Regions from separate parts of the Mus musculus genome. Here region 1 is linked to region 2. A link is a contact called in public Hi-C data. All regions are on one chromosome and are shown on one strand. Each heading gives the region's core, a stretch centred on a gene start, on an enhancer-like site or on the middle of the called end of the contact. The rest is flanking DNA. Distances are from core to core; before and after follow the strand shown.

What was found. A called contact is a pair of places that touch in the nucleus more often than the background predicts.
Region 1: a contact with region 2 is called in a Hi-C map of uterus, with 6 times the contacts expected there. The contact joins two enhancer-like sites. A contact is called at or near these places in 2 of 484 Hi-C or Micro-C datasets (cerebellar granule neurons and uterus), 2 of 115 datasets of contacts at active chromatin or transcription factors (embryonic stem cells and extraembryonic endoderm stem cells) and 2 of 9 other capture datasets (adipose tissue and embryonic stem cells).

Annotation. Positions count from the first base shown.
Region 1 is chr15:52,158,606-52,164,242 of GRCm38.p6, reverse strand. No RefSeq gene overlaps it. Among named protein-coding and RNA genes, the nearest start is that of Aard, 120 kb to the right of the region's middle. Within about 2 kb of position 2,447, at least 73 of the 459 cell types and tissues checked have an H3K27ac peak or open chromatin away from gene starts, as enhancers often do. A contact at or near this core is called in uterus, where this site is marked.
Region 2 is chr15:51,797,595-51,803,207 of GRCm38.p6, reverse strand. Eif3h (eukaryotic translation initiation factor 3, subunit H) reads left to right here. Exons shown (of 8, transcript NM_080635.1): 3 at 3,849-4,016; 4 at 5,496-5,595. Among named protein-coding and RNA genes, the nearest start is that of Gm41320, 25 kb to the right of the region's middle. Within about 2 kb of position 4,342, at least 92 of the 459 cell types and tissues checked have an H3K27ac peak or open chromatin away from gene starts, as enhancers often do. A contact at or near this core is called in uterus, where this site is marked.

The sequences.
Region 1 (5,637 bases), core at 1,198-3,697, 360 kb before region 2:
ACCGAAAGAAAGAAAGAAAGAAAGAGAGAGAGAGAGAGAGAGAGAGAGAGAGAGAGAGAGAGAGAGAGAGAACAGTGTTTTTATTTACTTCTCTTCCCCTCTTGAGAGGAATTGGGAATAAATTTTGAGCTTTTAAACCAGGACCTGCCCTTCAAGCAGGTATCTCTTCTCTACTTGAGCCTTGGCTTTCTAAGCTATCAAAACAGACAAACAAAAATTAAAAGCCTAAAATAGCACTTTCTCATGATGATGTCATGATCATCATCAGGACAAAATAATGCAAAACTATGGGTGAGTACATGTGTCCTTCTACCTGAATCTAGCATCCTATGGTATCCAAAGTTTGGGGGTTTTGAGGGTTTTTTTTTAGCTGTTTTTTTTTTCCATGTGAAATATCTTCTCTTGAGAATAGGTTCAAGTATAACCATCCCTGTTAAAAAAGAAAAACATCCAGACATGTGATGCAGAAGGGAGGCCAGAAGTTGCATGTTTGTGTGTGTGTGCGCGCGTGTGTGTGTGTGTGTGTGTGTGTGTGTGTGTGTGTGTATGTGTTGTGTTGTGTGTGTAAGTAAATTTTATCCCTCACATACTGAGGCCAAATCCCTATTTTTTTTCAGTCATGCTGATCTCATCAGACATTCTCAAGCCATTAACACCACACTGTGCTCCGAGACCTACATACAGCAGTCCCTCCAGTCAAAGCCACCTTCCATCTGACCAATATTTTTGCTATTGCTGCTCCTTCCGTTCGTGGCTAGCTTTCCTGAAGTGGTCCCCAGTTCCTATCTTGGTGGCACATTTCCTGCTAGTGCTACGAGCCACTGGTTCTTCTTGATGAAATGCTTCACAATGGTGAAAAGTAAACGGGAGAGAGCAGAGCTCGGAGAAGCATAAGCTTTGCAGCCAGCATAATGATGCCCCAGAGTCATCAGGCAGATCTGAGATGCCCCGTGTTCAGTCACCTCCACCAAGCAGTTCCTGCGCAGAACCCCTCAAAGTGATGCGCACACTGCTTCCTTGGCCCTTCATCTATTGCTAAGTACTACGCCCTGGGTTTCTAGATATGTTTACAGTTTGTGTATCCCCTCCAAAGAGAGCCTGTCCTCTCACAATTCTTGATGTCTGAGTGTCATGTAGGTGACCTGCATTCCTACTTTCTACTTACCCATAATAATGAGCCCAACACAAGCAAGTGCTCCGTAGACGAGCTGGCAGCCAAGACCAAATGGCCTGGCTCAAAAGTAAATACATTGGCAAGCTTGGCCTATGAAGTTCTTCTTTCTGGAATATATATTTAGAAAGGGGGACAATGCGATATTTAACAATGAACAAGAAAGTCAAAAGAAGCTAACGTCCATTTTGCTGCTGTGGCAAGCAGCAAAGTCTTAGCCAGGCATAATTTATGAACAGACAGAAAGTATGTGGAGTGGAGCTTAAGAAAGACTGGTGCAGAAAGAGGAGAGCAAAGCAGACAAACAGGAAAGAGAAAGACCTTGAGGAGAGGACATGGCTGTCTGTCAGTTCCACAGCCTTCTGGACTGATTCCACTTCTGTCGGGAGATCTTTACAATAGTCTTTTCCAAGGAGACGACTTGGCTAGAACAACCCTTTGTTCTGATTAAGCACTAGATAAATGTTACTCTCTTTCCTGATTTATTGATACAGTCAACTATTCGTCTCATCAAACATTCTGACACGCATACTTTAATGCACTGATTCAGTTAAAAAATTCTTGCCCACCTACCATGGGCTAAGCCTTTGCTGCATGCCTTGTTTGTACTGAGCACTGAACTGGAAGCTTCCTAAATTGTGTTTGTGTTTTTCTGGGCACTGGACAGGAAGATGAGAAGAACATAAGAGTGGCCTAAAGGTGACATGGATGTTTAGGAAAATAGAAGAATGTTCATCAAATGGCTAAGAGAGGTCTCCCCATCCCTTAATTCTTCTTTACGCCAGACAACTCCAGCACCCACAATAGAAACACATATAACGTCTGAATTTTTCCTTTGTTTATTCCCCTGTCGATCTGCCCCGCCTTAAGAGAAGATTCAGAGTAGGGCTTTCACAGCAATGTCCCCTGATCCTGCCCTGTGGTTGAGGAATGTGTTTCACTCCATCCCCTGCCCAGTCCCTCAGCCTTTCATATGCCACCACCTGTCACGAGGATGTCACAGCACAACAAAGGACAGCTTTAATTCTAAGGATTATTTTCCTCTGTCGGCTTTAAAAAGGTAGAGGGAAAGCATGCCTGTATTCCCACCTTACAAAAGAGTAAAGTATTGCAGTGACTAGATGGGGGGAGATCGCGGGGCCACCGGGTGTCTGGAAAGGTCTGTAAGATCAGGTTCGCTTTCATGTCCAAATGGGAACCGAGCAGATGGCTCCTCTCAGGGCTGTTTACTCACGCTACAGCTCTGTTTGAAAAGACCTGCTGCTGAGAGCAGAGGCTGGGGCACAGGAGGACGCTGCAGTCACTCTGAGTCAGCCATCTAGGTCAGGGGCTCCAGAGCCACGCTTCAGAGTGGGCGTGGGAGTTGGCAGGCCACGTTAAGCATCTCCAGAGCCTCACAGGCGCTGCCTGCTTCGCCGCAGTGAGATAGAGACCCAGCAGCTGTGGAACATCAAAGCTCCCATCTTTAGGCTACAAACAATATTAGCTAAGCCTGGTTAAGGTTTGTAATTTCCAGTAACAGGGCAGGGGTGGGACAAGTAATTGGCAGCCAGGGCCTCTAATCAATATCAGATTGGCAGTAAATTAGTTGTTTAATTAAATAAAGGTAATTTGTTGAATTGCCAATTATCTTCCCAATATGAGAGACCTCAATTCAATAAAACAAGAGTCTGGTGAGGAGACAAAACTACTCTACAGGCTCTATAACAGCATTTCACCATGAAATCTCCCTTCAGGAGGAGGCTTGAGCCTATAGATACACCAGGACCTTTCACAAGGTTAATGATCCAGACTGCCACCTTCCAACACGATTGCAAAGGTCAAACTGTGGTTCCCTCGGAGCTGAGCTGGCTCCTAGTTAGATTGCCAAAGGATTAAACCTTGTTCCTTCAAACAAGAGGCAACTGAATACTGAGGACTGCGTGCTGTCAGGAGGAAAATTAATTCCTGGGAGACAAGAAGTGTTAAACTCCCTGTTTAACTTAGTAATTATTTAATAACAATAGGCATAACAATAATAATAAATAGTAATTTGATGCATCTTTCTGAAACCCAAGAGCCTTGAGCCGGCAGGCAGAAACAGCAGCTGGGCCTGGCGTGCCAGCAGCCGTCCCAACACTAGATGGCAGCTCGAGCCTGCGTTTGGATCTGTGTCTCCTCTGCAGCTCTCCAATACTTCCCCCAACCGCCCAAGAGATTTTTAGTCCTCTGAATTTTAACCAATTGTGCTTCATCTTTTGTCTCCAGAAGGACAGAAATAGGCTTCCTCTTTCCCTCTAATTGATTTTAAGTTTCCCTTTGTTCAAGCTCTGCTAAAACGAGGAACGAGCCCTATTTTTCAAGGGCTGGCCTGCTTGCGACTTCTATTAAGTGGGCCAAATAATTATACCCCAAAGAGAAACCTGTTCTCTGGAAAGCACTCCGCATTTGCTCCCAGAGCAATGTTTGCTCGACTCCTTGCTGTGGGCACGCGGCAGGGGAGTCGCCGTCCCTGAGGAAGTTTGGGTCTTCTCTTTCAAACCAAATTGCTGGCTTATTGAACATATCATCTGCTCTAAATGCCCTCTCAGACTGGTTAGTTTATCAAAAAGGGTGCTAAGTTTGCCTTTTGGTTCCCAAGTCCCTTTACTGGATGGCTTTTCCCATACTCCTTTTCAAATAACAGCATCGCTACTAAGCACAAACAGCTTCACAGCCCAGTGCAGTCCTGACTTTCCTTCCATACTGAGTCCCTATTGTTTATGGCAACAGTCCAGAAAGCAGGCATAAGCCCTTGGCCATGGCTGCCGCACCCAGTGCTTTGACTGAGCTATTATTACCTTCTGCTTCAAGCACTAGCCTGCATCTCTTCAGGTTGGTGATGACGCTACTCCCCTCAGTTTCCAATTTGAGTCCCTCCCTTTGCTAACTGTCAAGTCCATTTAGCTGGCATTCTCCATCCAGGACTTTCCTGTGTCAGAGCATTTATGAGTCAATAACCTCTAAAGAATAGAAGCTCCCTGAAGGCCGTGTCCCCATCACAGATTGCTCTACTGCCTAGGAGTATAAAGCTGACTAATCTATATGTATTAAATTAAATAAGTACAGAATGAAAAATTTGTAAACTTGCCTCACAACCATGAATTCTCTCTAACATGTATCGAAACATAGTTGAAAAAAATCGAAAGCCGTTGAAAACCTCTGAGTGGCTTACGGGAATCTATCACACCGTGTCATCATTGGTAGTTTTCTGTAAGGGGAAATGGGCATGATAGATTACAGAATCCTGTTCAAGTACCCCCTGCTTAGCAGTGAAGGTATTGTAAACACACTGGTCATTGTTTAACATATCATCTCTATCGACCAATTAGAGTTCTTGCGCTGCCAAGAGTGCCCTCTCTTCTGTTGTCTGTCACTCTCCCCTCACTTTTGTGACTCTATGATTACCTGGCTTTGGCTGACCTCCTTGAGTTCTCTCTGCTCATTCAGTGGCCACTGGGCCTCAGAAATCCACCTAAGTCTTTGTTGGGAAGCCTTCCTTAGATACTGAAGACCCTCCCGATGCCCACTTCTGAATTCTAGTAGCCCTGAACTCCTCCTTATTCGTGACTTTTAAAATCAAGATCCAAACTATGCAAGATGATGGCCTTGCTAGGAACTAGAGTGCACATTCTATACTAACTGGAAATAGAGCATGCATGCGTTCCTTATTCTAATTAGTTCCTTCCTATACAACCTAGCTTCCACAGCTGAAAGCTAGCTACCTAAGGAATGCTTTATGCTATCCATCTTTTATATTTTACAAAGTTTCTAACATGATCCTAGATAATTCAACAACACTCTCCAAACTGGTTCATATAAAGTAGGTTATCCTATGAAATGACTCATCCATAACCCAAAATCAATACCAAAATAATCTATTATCATCCTATTCCAAGTCTTAGAAGTACCAGGAGCAGAACAGAGGAAGAACAAGACTCTAAGAGAGCCCATGTCTGGTGCCAGGAAGATTGTGGGATGACACTTCAATAGACACCCAGTACTTCCCTAGAGACTGCAGCCCAAAGGTAGGACTGCAAAAGGAGGTCATGACAAATCATGACAGTGGCCAGCTCCACCAGGACAGCCTCTGAGATCACAGTTTGTGTGTGTGTGTGTGTGTGTGTGTGTGTGTGTGTGTGTGTGTGTGTGTGTAGGATTCTGTGGCTGACTCGTTTTTAATTGATTAATCTACTCACTTTACAGCCCAATGTCTCACCCTCCTTCCTCCCAGTACCCTCCTACTCTGAGAAGGGGGAGGTCCCTCCTGGTATCACCTGCCACCCAGACTCATCAAGTCACTGCATCCACTCCCATTGAGATGGGACTAAGAAGACCAGTTAGGGGAACAGCATCATTCCCTCCCCGCACACACTCCAGTTGTTGAAGGATCCACATGAAGGCCAAGCTGCACCTCTGCTACATATGTGCAGAGGACCTACATCCAG
Region 2 (5,613 bases), core at 3,093-5,592:
CACCTTCTCTGCTCACTGTTGATGGACTAGCAGAGCCACAAAAGATTGTTAACCTAGCAATCAAAATCCACAGTGGCCATTCTTGTTACCTATAAAACTTACTGTAATTGTCTCATCAGCACTTCATGGTTTGTTTCTTTGTGCCTACTGCAAGTCCTTAGAAGAAGATGGCTGCCTACTGATGTGTCACCTTAACTGAGTTGACTGAGTGGCTGCTGGGCGTGTGGCTTTGGTCTGGAAAGTTTAATGGCGCCGTGTGCTGCTTGCTTCTACTTAGCTTTAGCAGCAAGGGTCTTGAAAAATTGGGTGGGTGGATAAGGACCACTATGACAATGTTAGAACAAGGACAGTCCCTAAGCATCTGCAGAGAGATACTCAGTTCACAGGGCTGTTTGTGAGCCCTGTCTGTTCCTTAGCTTGCACGTTGCAGAAGCGCCACTTTCTGAGCTTGACCCACGTGACCTCTCAGAGAGCATGTGCTTTGGCCTGGGCCCCTCTCATCTTCACACAAGAGCTCCAGCCTCACAGTTAAAGACTAATCTTTATGATTTCTGTGTTATACCTCCACAGACCTTGTCAAATGGCAGTGTGTTTACTTTGTTACTTGTTTTAGAGGCAGAGGCTTCCTTTGTATGCCAGGCTGGCCTCAAACTCAAGATGGATCCTTTTGCTTATCTCTCTGAGTGGTAGCATACAAAATGTGACTTAAGAATTCTCAATTCTTAACATTAGGTGATGAACTCAATTACGAGGCCAGGTAATGAACTGACACTTAAGAACGGGCCAAGCACAGACTCGTTGTGTAGTAATGAAATTCCAGAGTACTGGAATGTTTTGTTTGTTTCTATGTAGATCAGGATTGCCTTCTTCAGCTCTTGACAGTTGATCTCTTATCTTTGTTTCCCAAGTGCTGAGATTTCAGGCATGCACCACATATATGGCTTACTTTGGAATTTCTGAAAGTAGTTGTGTTGAGTTACTTTTCTTTGTTCTTAGCCCTTTCATTTTTGTATTCATTTGAGGTAGGTAGGTGATTTGTGAAGGAGAATCTTGGTCATTCTCTATGGTGATGAAGAGGGACTTGTGTTTCCTTGTTCCTTCCTGTGATAATCAGGTCTCCTATTTTCAGTTCCCAAATTTATTTATGCATACAGCAGCCTTGGGGCTTGTATCTATGGCTTGTCTAGTTTACAGAAGAGCTTCATCTTCATTAGTCTTCTTGGAGGTCCTGTAGACTAGGGAAGAGTCGGGGAAGCTGGACATTTGCTGCTGATCTTGGAATGTTTTAAACCCCTGCGAGGCATTCTGAAAATGCTTTTATAAAGTCCACTTTATCCGAGCTATTTGAGGAGAGTCTCTTAGCAAGCTTATAGAGTACCCCCCAATGTATTTTAAGTCCTAGTGCATGCCTGCTTTAGCTAATAGACAAGTCATTGTTTGTAATTAGCATATCCAGAGAACAACGTGGAGTCCTAGCATTTTGACTGGGATGAGTTCTCAGATGTCTTTAGAAATGGGGAAACCGAAGATCAGAGAGAGCAAGAACCCCACAGGGACAATGTCAGCGCTGGCAGGAGTGCTCCAGCTCTTTTTTTCCCCCTACTGTTCCCAGTTGGCAGATGGCATTAAGGTTTAGCTGCTCACTAGCAGATGTGTGGTAGATGCTGGCCATCTTATACTAAGGCTCAGTTACTCAGAATGCATTGTTTTTAATGATATTTGTTCTGTTGATTGTTCGATAATTTCTTCCATCTCTCTACTTTCAATTTAAAACAACCTCGCAAATTTAGTTTTAGCTCCCATTGTACTGATAGCATTAGGGCTTTGTAAGTTAAATTTGATTAAAATTAGCCATTAACTTAAGAGTATCATAGCTAGAGACTGCTTCCTCTAGGGTATCATTATATGTAAACTAGATAGTCTGGGTTGTGGCTTATTTACTCTTCTTTAGGTTAAGTAGGTAGGGGTTGAACCGAAGGCCTTCCATGTGCTAGGAGGGTTCTTTACCACTGCCTCCAGCCCTGGTTGTGGTGTTTTAAACTGTGGTTTAAAATATAACATAAGACCTTGTTTTCACATATCATTTATAAAATTGCAAAAATAACAGGATTTATAAAAGTGTGTAGCATATTAATATCACCCTCTGCTGTAACTTTTAACTTTTTATTTTATATGTATAAGTGTTTTGAGCACATGGTATATGCACCACTTGCATGCATGGTGCTCACAGAGTTCAGAAAGGGTATCAGATCCCATGGAAATGGAGTTTGGGATGGTTTTGTAAACCACCTTGTGGTGCTGGAAACTGAACCCAGTTTCTTTGCACGATAGCAAGTGCACTGAACTGCTGAGCCATTTCCAGAGCCATACCTGTAAAAAGAAAGGAAAGGACAACAGAAGTAGCATGGCCAAAGGGTAGTGGGTGAGTGCATCCACATGGAAGAGAGGTGCATGCACTTGTGTGCGTCTTGACAGCACACAGTATCCATCTCTGTCACATTTCCTGTGGAGTTGAAATGTGCCCCTTCCAGGTGTAATAAGAGCACTTTGGGGCTTTTCTTTTGACAGTTTTTCAGTAGGTGAAGAGTTTGCAATGATCTTCTAGGCCTTGAAATAAAATATAATTTCTTTGTCCAATAACGTGTTGAAAAACATTGTAATCTGAGTCCTGTTTGCTTTTGAAATTTTGAAAATTCTTGTATTATTTTTAAAAAGTTATCAGATCTAGTTAAGCTGGGTGGCTAATCTATGCAGCCCTGCGTCCATTCTTCATTATAGAAATAGCTGAGGTAGTGAGTTGACTATAAAACTTTCCACTTTATTTTGTGTTTGATGCACATTGTTAGGCTATGGTGCTTATTTTAAAAGATTCATTTACTTACATGTGTGTGCATGCATGTATAAGTGTGTTTCTTGGGTGTGTGTGTGTGTGTGTGTGTGCTTGCTTGCTGAGGGTGTCTAGTCCACAAGAAGTGTAGTTGCATGCAGGTAGTTGAGAGCCAGCTGACATAGATGCTGGGAACTAAACTCAGTTCCCTTAACCTTTGAGCCATTTCTCCAGTCTTGTATTGCTTTTTAATGTCATCTATTATGAATTTATACCTATCTATTTATGAATTTATACCTCTTTTTCTAGTAATGTTGCTTTAAATGAATAATATAGTCATTAACTCAACAGGAGGCAAGTCATCAGACCTTTCCGTTGTCCGCATGGTGCTTAGTACAGCCGGTCTAGTATAGACTACCCTCTGTTAACACAAGCAGGTGCAAAGAGAAGAGAATGCTTTTGAAAATAATGCAGTCTATGCAGTAGGGGGCACTAGATGAAGGCAAAAATGGATTCTTCTGTTGAATTAGCTGTAGCCTGTGTCTGGTTCGTATGTAAGTGACGTGGTCATTGTTTCCCCTTCATTGTTTTCTTGATGGATTTAGTTCTTAGTTCCAAACACTATGTGTGAAGGAGACAATAACTAACTTAATTCAGACCAAACGATCACAGTCTAATAGTTGTACACCTTTTCCTTACACATTTACTGTTCTTTGGAGTTTTAGGATAGAGAAGTAGGGACAACAGTTGATAATTCCTTATTTAGAACAAGTCATTAAAATTGTGTTTTTAATACCTTTTAAAAACAAAATGGAATTTTGTTAAAGAGAAAATGGAAAAGACCAATTATTTGAAGTGATTTGAAAACTTTGTTGTTGTTATTGGTGGTGGTGTGTATATGTGTGTGTGGGTATGTGTGTGTGTAAAATGGATATAATTAACCAATAGCTAATGTTGGTGGCATCATTACATGCTTGGGTTTTTGGTTTTTTTTTTAATTCCTTTCTAATCTATCCTCCAGTACAGTATCAGATGGAGATGATGCGCAGCCTTCGCCATGTCAACATTGATCACCTCCACGTGGGCTGGTATCAGTCCACATATTACGGCTCCTTCGTTACCCGGGCGCTTCTGGATTCTCAGTTCAGCTACCAGCACGCCATTGAAGAGTCTGTCGTCCTCATTTATGGTTAGTAGGAGGCTCCTTTATTATTCTTTTCCTCCCTTAATATTATTACTACTATTTTTGCTTTCTGTCTTTCTGCCTCTTGGAGCAGCCTGGCAGGCCTTCTCAAGTAAACATCAGCCCCGCGCTGCAGCAGCCTCAGCAGCAGCTAAGTCTAGACAGGGTTTCCTTCTTTCTGTTTATTTTTCTTGCTATCAGAGCCCTGATGTGTACGTTTTGGAATGCTGGAGTAGCTGCTTCGTTTTTTCCCCCCTCTCCCTCCCTCCTTGCAGGAGCTGGTGGAATGAGACCAGATGTCTAACAAACTCTCCCATTGCTGGAGTGTCTGGTTCTATACATGACTGACCAATCATAATACCGCATGCCAAGTTCTCTCTCTCTCTCTCTCTCTCTCTTCCCCTTTTCTTCTTTTTCTTCTTTTTTTTAACCTCTGACAGCAGCGTACAAAACCTGGACTGTTTCTTCGCACAAAGATTTTTTTCTTTTCGGCCTATTTAATGGTGTTTCCTCAAGCTCTCCAGACCAGATGTTCTGTGCTGTATCAGAACCGTAGGCAATTTAACAGCTTTATAGCCTCCCCCTCCCCAAACACTCACAGTTTGCCATATCTGGCAGACTCGCATATAGTTTCCAGCTGAGAAGTAAATGTAACGTCCTGAGTATCTGTCAGAAAAAATACTAATGAATACGATCAATCTTATGAGCTGCCCCGAAATTGTTTCAGTGTGTTAGCAATTGGATTACAGAGAGAACAAGTTGTTAAAGTGCACTTATATTGGCTGGAAACATTGCATCATCAGACCTTGATGAATTTTCCACTTGCTTCAATCTATTTTGGTTTTCATTTTATCACCTATTGCTAAAAGTTTCACTGTGTTGAATTTCAGACAACATGAATGTTAACACAGGTTTTAGGCGAACATTGGCTCTCCAGAGCAGTTATCATGCAGCAAGTGCTAAGCTCCCTTCCTTGTGGAGTGTTTAAGCAGTCAGTTTTGACAAAACTTATTTCCCTAAAACTATAACGACACTTTGCGATAGCACTTTGACTTAGTGGTTTGGTTTTTACAATCTGCTTTAATGAAGAACTGTGAACAGTGCTCACTGGGATGGATACATTTTGTTCCCAGGGCTATTCCTTTTCAATTTATTGATTGAAGGGCTATAGAAGTATTCACAGAGATTTTTCTATGCTTAATATTCATGAGTATTTTTCTCTTATTTACACAAAATCTGTAGAATTAATCATATATTTAATTTTCAACAAGTTTACTGGTTCTGCTTGAGGGATGGATTTGAAGGTATCCTAGCTAGATTTTGACTGTATTCTGGTTTTAATCAGCTTCAGATTATGTTCTGATTATTTAATTTGGTCTTCATATTTCAAAGCTGTGTGATTAGTAGCAGTGTGCCCAGAACTAGTACTATATGAGCGCTAGTGACAACATTCTCAGTAATAGCTTTCTCTTTTCCTTTTTTGAGATCCCATAAAAACTGCCCAAGGATCTCTCTCGCTGAAGGCGTACAGACTGACTCCTAAACTGATGGAAGTTTGTAAAGAGAAGGACTTTTCCCCTGAAGCGTAAGTGTTGCAGGCCCG